2 separate regions of the Zea mays genome follow, and region 1 is linked to region 2. The links are chromatin contacts, called in public Hi-C maps. All regions are on one chromosome and are shown on one strand. Each heading gives the region's core, a stretch centred on a gene start, on an enhancer-like site or on the middle of the called end of the contact. The rest is flanking DNA. Distances are from core to core; before and after follow the strand shown.

Evidence for each region. A called contact is a pair of places that touch in the nucleus more often than the background predicts.
Region 1: a contact with region 2 is called in a Hi-C map of endosperm, with 2.1 times the contacts expected there. The contact joins the promoter of LOC107305677 here to the promoter of LOC100276602 in region 2. A contact is called at or near these places in 2 of 25 Hi-C or Micro-C datasets (endosperm and tassel).

Annotation. Positions count from the first base shown.
Region 1 is chr2:50,659,038-50,666,159 of Zm-B73-REFERENCE-NAM-5.0, reverse strand. LOC107305677 reads left to right here and starts at 1,827. Exons shown (of 1, transcript NM_001320797.1): 1 at 1,827-3,722. The coding sequence starts at 2,472. The coding sequence ends at 3,674. TRNAF-GAA (transfer RNA phenylalanine (anticodon GAA)) reads left to right here and starts at 3,945; the gene lies at 3,945-4,017. It also overlaps the pseudogene LOC103648629.
Region 2 is chr2:50,384,786-50,391,633 of Zm-B73-REFERENCE-NAM-5.0, reverse strand. LOC100276602 reads left to right here and starts at 1,755. Exons shown (of 3, transcript NM_001150351.2): 1 at 1,755-2,348; 2 at 2,528-2,583; 3 at 4,033-4,174. The coding sequence starts at 2,054. The coding sequence ends at 4,167. It also overlaps a transcript of LOC100382535 not described here.

The DNA of each region.
Region 1 (7,122 bases), core at 578-3,077, 270 kb before region 2:
TCTCTCTCTCTCTCTCTCTCTCTCTCTCTCTCTCTCTCTCTCTCTCTAGATCTTGCCCCAGCAAATGGAATAATGATGACACATGGGCGTGGTGCTGGTGGTGCCGAATGAGAGCGGAGACCGGTCCACGGCGAGCTACATCACTAGACGCCAGTAGTGTGTGCGCCACGCTTGTCGACGTCGCCGCGAAATCATAGCTCCATCTCACTCCTGAGTTGGAAGCTGTTTAGCATATCATGTCGATCTGAAGTACAAGCTCAAAGCAATCTGCCAGCTCCAGTTAGGCAGTTATGCTTATGCCAGTCATGTGAGCTTAAATTTCTTTTTAAACTTCGGCCAACTTCATACCCAAAAAAAAAAACAAATTCTCCCAACATCTCCGATGCCAAATTTGTTTTTTTTTATTAAATCCTTCATAGAAGAAATGTGCCTTGGCAATGCGTTTGCTCAGAACCTATACTAGAAGGTTGGCACGTTTTCCTAAAAAGTGTATTTAAAGTCCGCCAGTTTTTTTTTCTAAATGTAAAACTAAGGTCATGTACAACCCCATTTAATACGGAGTCCTTTGAAGGGTCTCTAATGGCTAAGTAAAAAGATACAAGAGACGAGCTCTTTACGAAGAGCTCAAATCTTCACGACTTTCGATACACTACGTCTCTTATCTGTATTTATGTCTCAGGATCTCAGAATTATATCATATAGTCACTTAGTCGTCTCTTATACTTAGAAAACCGACTGAAAAAGAAGAAAAAGTGGATTTCTAGTGGTAGGATGCAAAAATCAGAATAAATTAGAACCATTAACTATAATATATTAATATAATTAACTATAATATAATAAAATTATTTTTTTGAATTGCAGTAGTGAACGACTCTTAAATCGTTATCCCCTATTATTTTGAATGGCATAATAAAATAGAATAAGAATAAATGTTTTCCTAATCTATATAGAGGGAAACTACATATCCCCCTTATGTACATATTTCTATGGGGAATCGTGCTTTAATTTTTCATTGTATTAAATGTCTTAAATAAAAAAAGAGGGAATTTGATCTGATATAGATTATAGCCAGACTTTTTTGGCCCACCTAATTGTAATTACAATATATCTTATGATTGTACATGCCCTAAAGTACAGATGCCCTAAAAGTACAGAACTGAAGACGGGCGGAGCAAATCAATCAGCTGCCCATCTTTTGCATGGAAAACCTCGCATGCAAACAATCCGCGCACCGTAGAGAAGAAGAGACGATACAAGTTACATGTTCACGTTTCTTTCCCGACTTTTGGATGCATGCATGATCTTGTCGATGCATGCACGCAGCTCAAACACTACCTGCAACCACATGATCACGCTCTCTGCATCAGCAAGCATCTCCCTTTTTCGTACTGACTCACATAGAATTATATTCGGATCACGATCAGCACCTAGCCCAAAGGCATGTCTCTTTTTTACTCGGCGAGTTGGCAGCTCATAATTCGGGTCCTTACAATATATATTTTTTTTTTTTGCAAACCTGCTGCTCTGTGGGAGAAGGGGGAGGAGCATTGCAAATCGCGTTTAGGAAGAGCAGGCAGCCTGCCTCTCTCCTGTCAATGCATCATGCAAGCAAGCAGCAGTTGCGAATTGCGTTCCAAACCGATCCCCCAACTCTGACTGTCCCCACGCTTTCAGGCCGCCAACTTTTTCCCCGCACTCCCTCTGGCCTCTGCTCCGGTCGTCCAATCACTAGACCTTTCCCTTTCCAGGACCGCCCGCTCGGGCTCGCTCCACCTTTGCCTTTATCTTCTTCCTGCAACCACGATGCGGCTCGACGCATGGAGCGTGAAGCAAAGCACACGCCCCCTCTGGCCCCTCTTCTCACTTGCCCCTCCCTCGCCTCGTTCCATTCCATCTCGCCACTCCATTCTCTCTCTCTCTCTCTCTTCTTCGATCGAGGAGAGCCCATACACATCCAGCCAGCACAGTAGCCTGCCTGCGTGCCTAGTCCATCTCGTGTGCAGCAACTTCAACTACTAGTACATCGCGGCAGCTCCTGCTGTTTCGGCCGGCTTTATGGCCATCACCTCACCTGCAGCAACTTCAACTACTAGTACTCGTTACAGCCACAGCGGCTGACCACAGCGCGCGCAGTAACTCTGCTGCAGTCACCTCCGTCACCTGTTACGTCGCCGTCGCGTCGCCATGGATCATCGGTCCTTGATGGGGATGATGCATCATGCATGGGAATGGGAGTGAGTGCTCGAGGCAATATCGAGAGAGATTTTCTGGTACCGCGCGCTGCATTCTCGCCGCCCTGTTTGTGAGTTGCTCAGCAGGCAGCAGCTGGTGTCGGTGCTGGCTCTTGATCTGGATCTTGCCATCTTAGATCGCGGCAGCGAGAAGCATGATACCTGCTGGGCGTTTCTTTATTATTGCATCTCGTTGATCCGGTCCGTGGTGGTGGACGACTGGTGGTGCGCGCGCGCAAGATGAGCATCCCGCACCTGTTCCGGTGCCCCATCAGCCTGGACATCTTCACGGACCCGGTGACGCTGTGCACGGGGCAGACGTACGACCGCCCCTGCATCGAGCGCTGGCTCGCCGCCGGCCACCGCACGTGCCCGGTCACAATGCAGCCGCTCGGCGACGCCGCGCTCGTGCCCAACCGCACCCTGCGCCACCTCATCGAGCGCTGGCTGTCCGCCGACCACCAGATCTCCGACGCGACGACGCCCGCCGCCGCCGCCGCCACCAGCGACGACAACGCGGAGGAGCCGTCGCTCGCGGCGCTCAAGCGCTGCCTCCAGTCCGGCGCCGGCAGCGGCGCCAAGGTGGCCGCGCTCAAGAAGGGCGTCGCGCTGGCCTCCGAGTCGGACGTCGGCCGCGCGTGCATGCTCCAGCTGGGCTTCCTCCCCGTGCTGCTGCAGCTCGTCTTCCACGCGCCCACGACGCGGGACCTGTCCGAGCAGGAGGGGCTTGCGCTGCAGTGCGCGCTCACCCTCCTGCCGTCGAGCCCGGCCTCGCCGCAGCACGGCTGCCTCAACATGCTCAAGACGGAGGCCAGCCTCACGTCCTTCGTCGGGCTCCTCGCGCGCGGCCCCGCCGCGGCCAAGGCGGGCCTGTGCCGCCTCCTGGAGACGATCGCCACGGCCGCCGCGACGCGGGACCTGGCGCTCGCCGCCGCCGCGTCGCCGCGGGTGTGGCAGGCGCTTCTGCCGCTGCTTCGGCACGACGACGAGCGCGTCTCGGTCGCCGCGGTGCGCGCGGTGGCCGCGATCTGCTGCGCGGCCGAGCCCGCGCGCGGCAGCGCCGTCCACCACGGCGCCGTCCCCGCGCTCCTCGGCTGCCTGGCGTGGGCGTCGGCGGGCAAGGGCCGTGGCGCCGCGGCGTGGAGCGCGCTCGCGGCGCTGGAGGCGCTCGCCGCGTCCGAGGCAGGGCGCCGGGCCGTGGCGCGCGATCCCGGCGCGGTGCGGTCGCTGGTGAGGCACGTGTTCATGATGTCGTCGAGTAACGAGGGAAGCGAGCACGCGGTGGCCGCGCTGCTGGCCGTGTGCAGGGAGTCCAGGGCGGCACGGACCGAGGCTGCCGCCGCGGGGCTGGTGACGCAGGTGCTGCTGCTGCTGCAGAGCCAGTGCGGAACCAGGGCCAAGACCAGGGCGAGGTCGCTGCTCAAAATGTTCAAGTCCATGTGAAACAAGCGCTTAGTTTAGGTGTCAATGCTGGATGTTCTTGGCTTCAAGCTGTAAGTTTGTGCTTCAAAAACGTCCGCTAATTAATTTCATGCGTAGTTTCTTGGAAGCTGCTCGCAACCAGGTGTGATGACTGATGAGCCGTAGCTATGGTTATTTCATGCCTCCAAGTAACGCAGAATCAGGCGATCTGAAAGAGTTTAGCCAGTTTAGTTGACACTGAATGTTATTATATACAACATATATAAATTACATATCAATCTAAAACATCAAGCGGGGATAGCTCAGTTGGGAGAGCGTCAGACTGAAGATCTGAAGGTCACGTGTTCGATCCACGTTCACCGCAATATTTATTTAAAAGTTTTTCTTTTTTTTAAACCTTTTCTGAGAAGATAAATTTAATCCTGCTGATTTATTTAATTTGGCCCTGTTTAAAACCTTTTCTGAATACACAAATTTGTTCACCCTTTAAACCTTTCGAATAAACAATATTCTAATCTTGTTCTGTCTTAAAACCTCTTCTGAATAGATAAATTTAACCGTGCTGATTAATTTAATTCGGATCCGTTTTAAAAAAACATTTCTTTCAATACACAAATTTGGCCAAATTTGGTCCTCTTAAACCTTCTGAATAGACAAAGTCGTAAGTATTTTTTGAGTTTATATGTGTGCATACATAATTATATACCTCGGTCCTTTTTCAGTCCTCTCAAGCCTTTTGAACCAGGCACCGTGTATATTGCATTTCGATGACAAAATGTGATCTAACCATGAGTTTACATCGGGACGTATATGTACGTATAACTACATGTCTATATAGCAAGAGCGACAACAAACCTTAAACCCTAGGAATATACAGAACTTCCTGTTACAGCTTCCTCAAGAGCTCCATTTGGCTGTACTGAACATCCGGTAACTATACGAACAAGTTGCTGACGGAACATCTCTGGATACCTTGTCATGGAGATATTGCGCTCTTGATTCTCCTTTTCATAAATCGCTCTCAGAACCTTTTGGGGGAAATATTGGGGCTTTGGAGTTTCATCTAGCCAACATCCAACCAGGGATCTGAGATGGCAGGAGCTGGAATGCGTCTTGTCTGATTATGCGTGTAACTTGATGTATTGCCAAGGCCAGGGGAGAGCATTGGATGAGGCGGAGAACGCATGCACCTCACGTTGGACTGCTTAAACTGCCGCAGGGGGCTTGAGCATGGTGAAACTGGCTCATCCAGGATTAGGGCTGTTGTACCACGAACATTGTCAGTCAGTCAAAATTGTGGGAAACGGTACACGGTAAAGATGGAAGTAGAATACCTGTGTGGTGAAGGAACAACAGTGGAAAATCCAGTGAAATCTCTCATGCTCAGTCCAACACCCTTCAGAGGGGTAATAATCTTCCGAGATGGCAACTTCCTGTTGGACTGCAACAAGAAGATCAGGATAAGGAGGGTGAGCATTCAGAGCATATCTTGCGAATGAAATATGATGGCATTTTCTTCCCCCTTTTACACTAAACAATTTATAATGAAATAAAGTAGCACTTGCTGACATTGTCAAGCTAGTAAGATAGGTTAATTATCACCCTTCAATACCCCCCCATCACAAAAGAAAGTAACACCGACAAATGTGCCCGAATGGGTTCAAAGTTCAAACGAGAGCATATAACTCAAGCAAACATGAAGTGCTCAAATCAGTGATCCACTATATGGCTATCTCCAGCAGTTTACTTATCATCATCTTCTATTTCCACTCTGTAAATAGTACAGAACAATTCTTTGCACAACCATATGCACGATCTACCGGCCAAGGTGTTCTAGTTTCTATAACTGCACTTGGAAAGTTGAAAAGAAAATACAACTATTAAAGAATGAGAAAAAACTGACATTGCTTAACTAGAAACAATACCATTGTGTGTCTGCCATCTGCAGGAGAAGAGGATGTGTTCCTCAATGCACTGGATTTTACAGCTCTCACTGCAGGATGGTCCTGAACAAAAGGATGATCCATTAGTTGGACCGCAGATGCACGAGATGCAGGGTTACGTTTCAAGAAAAGCTGCAAGAAACTTTTCCCTTCCTCTAAGAAAATGTTTGGGATTTCATGTATATCTTTACTGTTTGTGATCTTAAATATTGCTGCCACCTGCAAAATAGTATTAGATGACATTGGATTAGTGTTATTCATCACAGTTACATGGAAAATCACTCCTTTCTAAATGAAAGCCTACCCCCTCATATTGGTGCCAAGGAGGTCTTGTCGTCGCCATTTCAATAATGGTACAACCCAGACTCCAAATGTCCACTGATAAACTGTAGCTTGCACTGTTCATTATAACCTGAAGGTTTCCTAATGATGAGAGAACTTCATTAAGAGACGCGTAGCAGATTACGACAAACAACCAGTGAAGTTCATTATTACAATAGCTCACCTCAGGAGCCATCTAGTAAGGACTTCCTTTGACAGAGCGTATTTCAGCAAAAGATGATATCTGCTCAACAAAGTAAAGAAAAAAATGGGTTTACTAAGGAAAACAGAAGCAAGCACAATCATTGGGTGCCCTTGTTTTGGAGACCACCAAAGAGCCAGAAACTTGTTAATTGTTAAGAATCCTTTAGCTAGAGTGCTGGATAGGCAGAGAAGGGCAATAGGCCATTAGCACCCCTTCAAAACTTTTTCTCCACCTTTATGTGAGTAGGCACTAGGCAGATAACTGTATACTTGGGTTTATAAGAAACCGGAGCTCACACCTACTTTAATTCTATTTCTATTGAAAACATGGATGTTAGTGCCATTGAGTAATATTTACTGCAACTTCTATTTGAAACTGTATTGTACTCTTTAAGGATGCATATAAGCATTCCTCAAGGAATTTCCAGGGTGCATACTGCATAGGCAAAAAGACTGTGGGCCGTACAAAATGGAGAGCACTTAGATAAAATCAGCAGTTGACATTTTAAGTCTAGAAAAAACTAAATGTTATGATAATTGAAAGTGCTAAACACAGACAGATAGACAGCAGAAAGTAAATGTTGCATACATGCTTAGCCATGCCAAAGTCAGCAAGCTTTACTTCACCATTAGGACCCACAAGTATGTTTGCTCCTTTGATATATCTGCCAAGAAAATAAGTATGATATGATTATTCCATTCTGTGCTATATGACTATACGTATGGAATGAGAACACAGTTTTAGACAACAAAACAACCTGTGGACAGTGTTCCGCCGATGCAAGTAGGCAAGACCAGCAAGAATTTGCCCAGTGTAATTACGAATCGCTGGTTCCTTAAAAGGGCCATACTCTCTCAGTAATTTGTGGATTGAACCCCCCGAAACATACTCAAGGTAAATGGAAAGTGCTTCATCACTCTACATACAGAAACATGAACGATTACAAAGTGTAACAAAACAAGTATATTGAGCACTATGATAGAAGAACCACAAAAGTAAC
Region 2 (6,848 bases), core at 506-3,005:
GTCCCCATATTTAGTTTTCAGTCTTATTAACAATGCTGTTAGCTGTCTTTAACATATGGGTACTGCTTGTTTCCTCAGCTTGAGTGCTCTGCCCACCGCCGCCGCTACTGCTGTGCTGCTGCTGCTGCCGCCGCCGCCGCCGCCGCTGCTGCGCCACCACCACCCATTCTGCTTCTGCCACCAAAGAGCTGCTGCGCTGGCTGTTGCGTCGCTAAGGTGCCATAGAGCAAGGAAGCCATAGAAGGCGCTATGTATGCATCGAATAAAAGATTCTAATATCCTGGGATATTCAGATGGTTGCTTGAACTTGCTTTACTCAATGCTTGAGCAGTGCCCCCTTCACTATAGGGGCTGTGTGTGGTTTTGTATTTGTTGTCATAAAAGATATTTTTTGACTCTAGCTAATTTGATGTCTACGCTATTGCCTTCCCCTTAGCATCACACTTTATTGTTTGTATAAGTTATTGAGCAAATGTTTCGCCACGGCAGGCCTGCCGCTGTTTCAAACAGGCACCGCCAGAGAACATTCTGATGTGCTTTGTGTTACTAAACTATCATATACAGTACCAGCTACCGAGTTGATTGAAACGGCAAGGTATCTGAAAGGCTGGTTGGTTGATGGGCTCCTATGCAAAGCGTGAGGCAGAGCTGCTGTTCGGATGCGGACACAAATTCTACAGGAGTACGGGTAAGCGATTTTAAGCATGAGCTCTGGGGACACAGATTCAGACATTGCAACGGTTTTATGGGTAGCCTGCCTGAAGGGTCGCCACCTAATCCCTGCCGATCGGGGCAATGCTATTCTGGGAAATGCTATGCTTGCACTTGTAATAACTGCCGCTTCTCTGACTGAGCTTCGTTTGCAGCTGCTGGACTTCAATCATGCCGCTTCTCTGTGATTGAGCTTCGCTTCCTTTTTGCTGCAGCTACTTTTCGTCGTACAAGTGGTTACCAACAGCTGCAGTAGATTTGGTGGGTGTTTGGTTTCTAGGGACTAATGTTTAGTCCCATCATTTTATTCTATTTTAGTGTATAAATTGTCAAATATAGAAACTAAAATAAAGTTTTAGTTTCTATATTTGACAATTTTGTGACTTAAATAGAATAAAATGTAGGGACTAAATATTAGTCACTAGAAACCAAACACCCCCTTGGTGTGCCGCTGGCTGCTTTTTCTGACCCCCTCTACGAACAGTAGGTGTACATTACAAGCGGAAGGTGGCGTCACAGGACAGGAGAAAGCAAGCACGGTCCAAGGCCGTTCTAGCTGTCGACGCCGCTTTGGATAAAAAAAAAAGAGGTGACGCCACTGACGCGAGAGCGGGAGAAAAAGCCAGATTCATCTGCAGTGTCACTGATCCGGCGTCGACGCCGCCTCGTAGAGCAGGGAAATGACATGGGCTACGACTTATACGTCACTGCTTAAGTAAGTAACAGTAACGTGACGGCCTGACCGGTGAACTCGCAGCCACCGCTTTTGTTTTAAGATTTATCTCTTTTCCAAGTTCGATAGGTTTGCGTTATTTTGCCTCCAATTGTTTTTTTGGGGGTTCATTAATGTATGTGATTTGATGCGCTGAGGCATCGACATCACGGGTGTAAGCAGCTAGCTGCTGAGGTCTGCCTTGCCTTATCGTCGCGATTAATAAAGCTGTTTCTTTCTCTGCTTGCATTGCCAAAGCCGCGGTTTGGGCTCTGCAGACGTAACGTAACGATGCCAACCCTATATTTTGAAAAGCCAACGAGAGCGGTTTGAGCTCCTAGTAAAGTAGTAATAGCGTGCCTGTTTCTACAGGGCTTCCCGTACTGACACTGATACCTGCCTGGATATTATTAGTAGGATATAGTATATATTATGGTCTCAAGGGCTGCTACCGATTGGAGGGTCAGGTCTTCATTCGCAAAACACAGACATTTGACTTGCGCTCTCCCTTTCTCTCTCTCTCTCTCTGTGTATGTGTGTGTGTCTCAGGTTCTCAGCAAAGAGCAGGGAGGATAAGCTTGGAATGCCTTGGCAGTGAGAGCTGCAACTGCAACAAAGCAACCGGCGTCCATGGTGGAGAGGGAAAGGGGCGAGGGAGAAGCCAGGGCCCTGGCCAGCGGGCCAGGGCAGCAGCAGCAGCAGGAAGGAGCAGCGGAGGGCGAGAGGGTCGAGAAAGAAGGAGACGAGCGGGAGGAGGAGGATCGAGACGACGAAGCCGTGGAGTGGTCCGAGATACGGCTCGCCATCGAGGAGCTGTCCCCGGCGGCCCATCTCAAGCGCGTCGACGGCGATGGCAAGGCGGCCGCGTCGTCCCTGCCCACGCTCCGCTTCCTGGCGCTGTCGCACCTCCTCGTTCGAGTGCTCGGTGAGTAGCAACCATCAGTTGCCATGCCATACCATGCATGTATGTATCTCATGTTCTTGACCTTGCCCGCCTCCAAGCTGCATGCTCATCTCTACTTGCGTTTCCACCCCCTCACTGAGTCACTGCTGAATCCTCAATGGCGATTTGCCCATGGCGTTGCGTGTTGTGTGTGTGTGCAGATAAGATCGGGCCGACCATGGCCGTGCTGAGGCTCGACGTCCAACGGAACATCGAGGTGAGTAAACAAGACCTCCTCCTCCTCTCTCTCTCTCTCTCTCACTCTCGTCTATCTCAAAGATTGAGAGTAACAGACAACTCTTCATGGCTGCTAGTACAGGTACAATTAGATTAACGCTTGTAGTACATACTTACCGTATAATAATTGCAAATAAAGTCTCGAGCATGGTGTAGAGTTATAAGCTACCCTCACCCGTTCGTTCTCTGTCAGACGAGCTAGATAGCCGCAGCATCACACACCAAGAAAGAAGACAAGAATACAGAAAGCAAGTTGCATCCAATCGCAACATGAATTCGCGTCTCGAAACTGTTCGGACGGTGTGTGGTCCATGCATGCAGCCAGGGCCAGGGGGAGGGGGTACGTACGTCACTCCGCGTCCGCTTGCCCCTGTCCCGTGCCGACCACACGGCTGCGCACCAAACAGGAGTACAGGACCCAGTCCGTTTGGCTGGCTCTATATATCGGGTTATGTGATTATGTCATGTCTGCTTATTTTAGTCCCACTGCCACCGTGTACTTAAAATAAATGCATGATTGTGTTTTTTTAAATGGATGATTGGGACGTGCGCACGCATATTTCGAGTTCCTAGCTACTGAGCTGAGCTGCTTTCACGTGAAGTTCCGGTATATACTAAACATTTGGGAACTCAATGAACCAGTAGAAGAAATCAGCGCTGCCATCTCAGAGTAAAGTTAAGTGGTGCAGCTGCACAAATCACTCTTGGACTCGCGGACAACGATGGCTTTCAAGGGACAAAGGGGCGTCGTCAGACAAACAAAGGCGATAGGACGTGGACCGGACCGGGCCGGGCCTTCTTCGTCGCGTTATCTTTTATTGTTTTTTTTTTTCGCTTTGCTTTGCTTTCGCTGGCTGGAGGACGCCGCCAGGCCGGGGGCGAGGCGGAGGGCGACGCGCCACGGATGGGCCCGTTACGTGTGGCGCGCACAGGCCTTTCTCCAACTGCCCCCCCGGGTCACATCCGCCCACTGGCCGGCCCCGGCCCCGGCCCGGGCCATTTTTTGGCCGGCAGTTCGTGTCCCGTCCCTTTCGCGATGATGTCTCTCTGTCTCTGTCTTTACGAGAGGCCGATGCTTTTGTCGTCTTTTTTTTTCCCTCTCTCAATCTCCCAAAGAAAAGAGATGAACGAAGATAAGGGCGAGAGTGTGGCGTAGAGGTAAGAAAATCTTCCGTTACTCCTAGACTGGTAGAGTTTGTGTGTGGGCAAGGGGCTGTACTGATGGAGATTTGCATGCCAAGTGGGGCTTGTCTTTGATTGGCATGGAAGAAAAAAGAAAAGGTGAGAGCTATATATGCTGGGGGCAGGCTCGTCCATGGAAAACTCGTATTATTGGTTACCACGACGAAGTAGTAAAGTAGATCCGGTGTTCTTAATCCGTTTTTAGTTGTAAACCGGGTAGTTGAACAGTGGATGCCTGTTGCTGCAGAGGCTGCAGGAGCTGTACCTGCTGGACCCAGCCACGTACTCGACCCTGACGGGGATAGTGGAGAAGGAAGTGAAGGAGGGCACAGCGAGGAAGGTCGACAGCTGCGCAAGGGCGATCCTGTGGCTTGCTAGGTAAAACAAGCTACTTTGTTTAAATACATACATACATGCATGCATACGGCCTCTTCGTCGTCGTCCCCCACTTGTAACGCGTCCCGTCTTCTAAACTTGGGCCAGATCCATGGATTTCACAGCTGCGCTGTTACAGAGGCTGGAGGAGGACTCTACGCAGCAGCAGCAGCAGAGCCTCGCGCAGCTCGTGGAGGCCGCGTACGAGGCCACCCTGAAGCCGTGGCACGGCTGGATCTCCTCGGCGGCGTGCAAGGTTGGGGCGACCACGCCACCGCGAATCCTTTTTTGTGGCCGCGCGGGTGCTGTGCTGTGCTGTGCTATGCTAGTTCTGAATGGTCTCCGCTAACTAACTTTGACCGATCGATCGATCGATTGATTTTTGATCCGGGCCGGGCGGGCGGCTTATAACGTTTTGCAGATAGCGTGGAAGCTCATCCCCGAGAGGAAGGTCTTCACCGGCATGCTGCTGGGGACGGGCCAGGACTGCTCTGCACTTGAAGACGAGATCGGGCGGCTCGCGCTGTTGCTTCGGCCCTTCCTTGATGACATCCACTCCATGATGGTGAGCGCTATATGACTAGTTCTGCTTCTGATTCCATCTCACAAGCTTGAAAATGTTCAGACTGCATGCCGTGCTACGAGTATCACTATCACCATATCTCTGACTCTGACGCCGCGTTTTCGCAGGCCAAGTTCAGACTGGACAGGCTCAAGTCGACGTGATCCATGGCGAACCCGACGCAAGCCCAAGCCATGGACATGGACATGGTCCGATCCCCGTCCTTCGCTGTGAATACTGCCTGCCCTGGCTTCCGTCTTCGAGTCGCATTTGCTTGCGGTTAGGTCTAGTTTAGACGCTGCTGCTCTCTAGTCTGTACATAGGTCTTTTGCTTGTAGAATAGACTCCCAAGATCTGCATGCGGTGCCCTTTTTTCGTGGTAGGCTACGTTTGGACAGCGCCCCTCCTCAATTGCCTCTGCCTGTGCCAATACGTTGGCCGGCCAAACTTTGGCTGCCCAAGAAACGGCCAACTTTGGCAGGGAAAATGAACTAGCAAGTTGTTCACGATGCCAAACTTTGGCAGGCAGCAACCATCCAAACATACAAGATGCCAATAGTCAACGACCTTTTATTGGTTTGGCTGGCTGGTAATGGGCTCTAAATTTTACGCTATAAAATTTAAGAATCGAGTTATATTTTTATTTATTTTTAAACTAAAATTACCTTTTAGGCCGAAGAAACATTTGAATCGTGATCTATCACCATGCCTATGCACACATGCATGCTTGCTTCTCCTATGCAAACCATAGTCTGACAGGATGATCCCGTTTCTACTAGAAACTATAACGTGGGCCGTTCCATCGTCACATGACCTCTCTCAATCAAACATAACCCTAACATTCCATGTGTGTGTACCGTTGTACAATCCTAGTGGTAGACACATTCGTCCTACACTAGCGTCTCAAGTTACCATGTGTGTCGCCGAATCTGTCTCTAGACTGAACATTATTAGTAACAACATACATGTAAGTTGCCAACCCACTAGCTACATATTGGTTGAATCCAAACTAGCATGCTAATTAGGTTATAGAAAATTAGGGCCGGGCAATCGGTTTATTCGGAATCGGGTTTTTTCGGTGGGAGGAAACTTCGGTATCCACGATGATTTGAGAATCGTGTTCCGTGTTCTGAATTTTTCGGTGCCACCGAAATCACCCAACTTCAGTAGTAGGAAAACAATGACGAGAAGAAACGAGGGCTAAGCTGGATTTGAAAGGGCCGGGTGGGCTTGTGGCTCATTAATACCACTACTAGCCCAGCGCGGCCCAGTAGAAACAGCCCATGAAGTTACGGGGCATGGCTTCAGTACGGATGTTGTTTGTTGCATGCATACTTTCCCGGGGGTTTTTTTATTCTTTTTTTATTGGTGCTCAGAATCCGTATGATTCGTTTCCAGAGCGTTGGTGAAATTGGCATAAAAAAAGTTGGACCAGGGGCACCGGGTCATATCTATAGTTGCTCAGAACCAGTATATATGATATGATACTTCCCTTGAGACTCAACACAGTGAGGTACCCCGTAGCTTTCTAAAAGTTTCCGGTGTTGCAAGCCATGCGTTGCCCGCGCACGCGGTTTAGCACCTGACAAGCGCCGGCCACAAAAAAAAGCGGCAGGTGCAGAAACGATCTCCGATCCATTCCCGAACCTCCGAAAAGTTCCCTTGTAGCCCGTTTTTTTATCGATATTAGAGTACATAATTGAGAATTTCGATCATCTTTTCTAAATTCTGCCATTTAGTTGCACACAGGATTGAGATTTGGAATTAGAGACCGGATTCTCTAGAATTGGACAACAACTAAAAACTCCCTTCTCCCAATACCGAACGTCACCCCTCTGTGTTGCGTGGAATTAGATCGCACAATACCAAACAACAATTAAGCGACATCGAAACAATAAAATTAAAATCACACATCTCATTTTAATACCATAGCTGATTTGGTATCGAATCTAATTCAATCCTATACTAAGCCTATACCCTCTAATAATATCGACATCCAAAACGAAGCAGCGTTGAGCTTTTTGCCACGGCAGCGAGTACGTAGAGCGGGCCAACAGACGGTGGAGAGTGTTGTTAGTTAGCCCGTCATCGGGTACAAAATACAAAACACGGCAATAGCCCTTGCA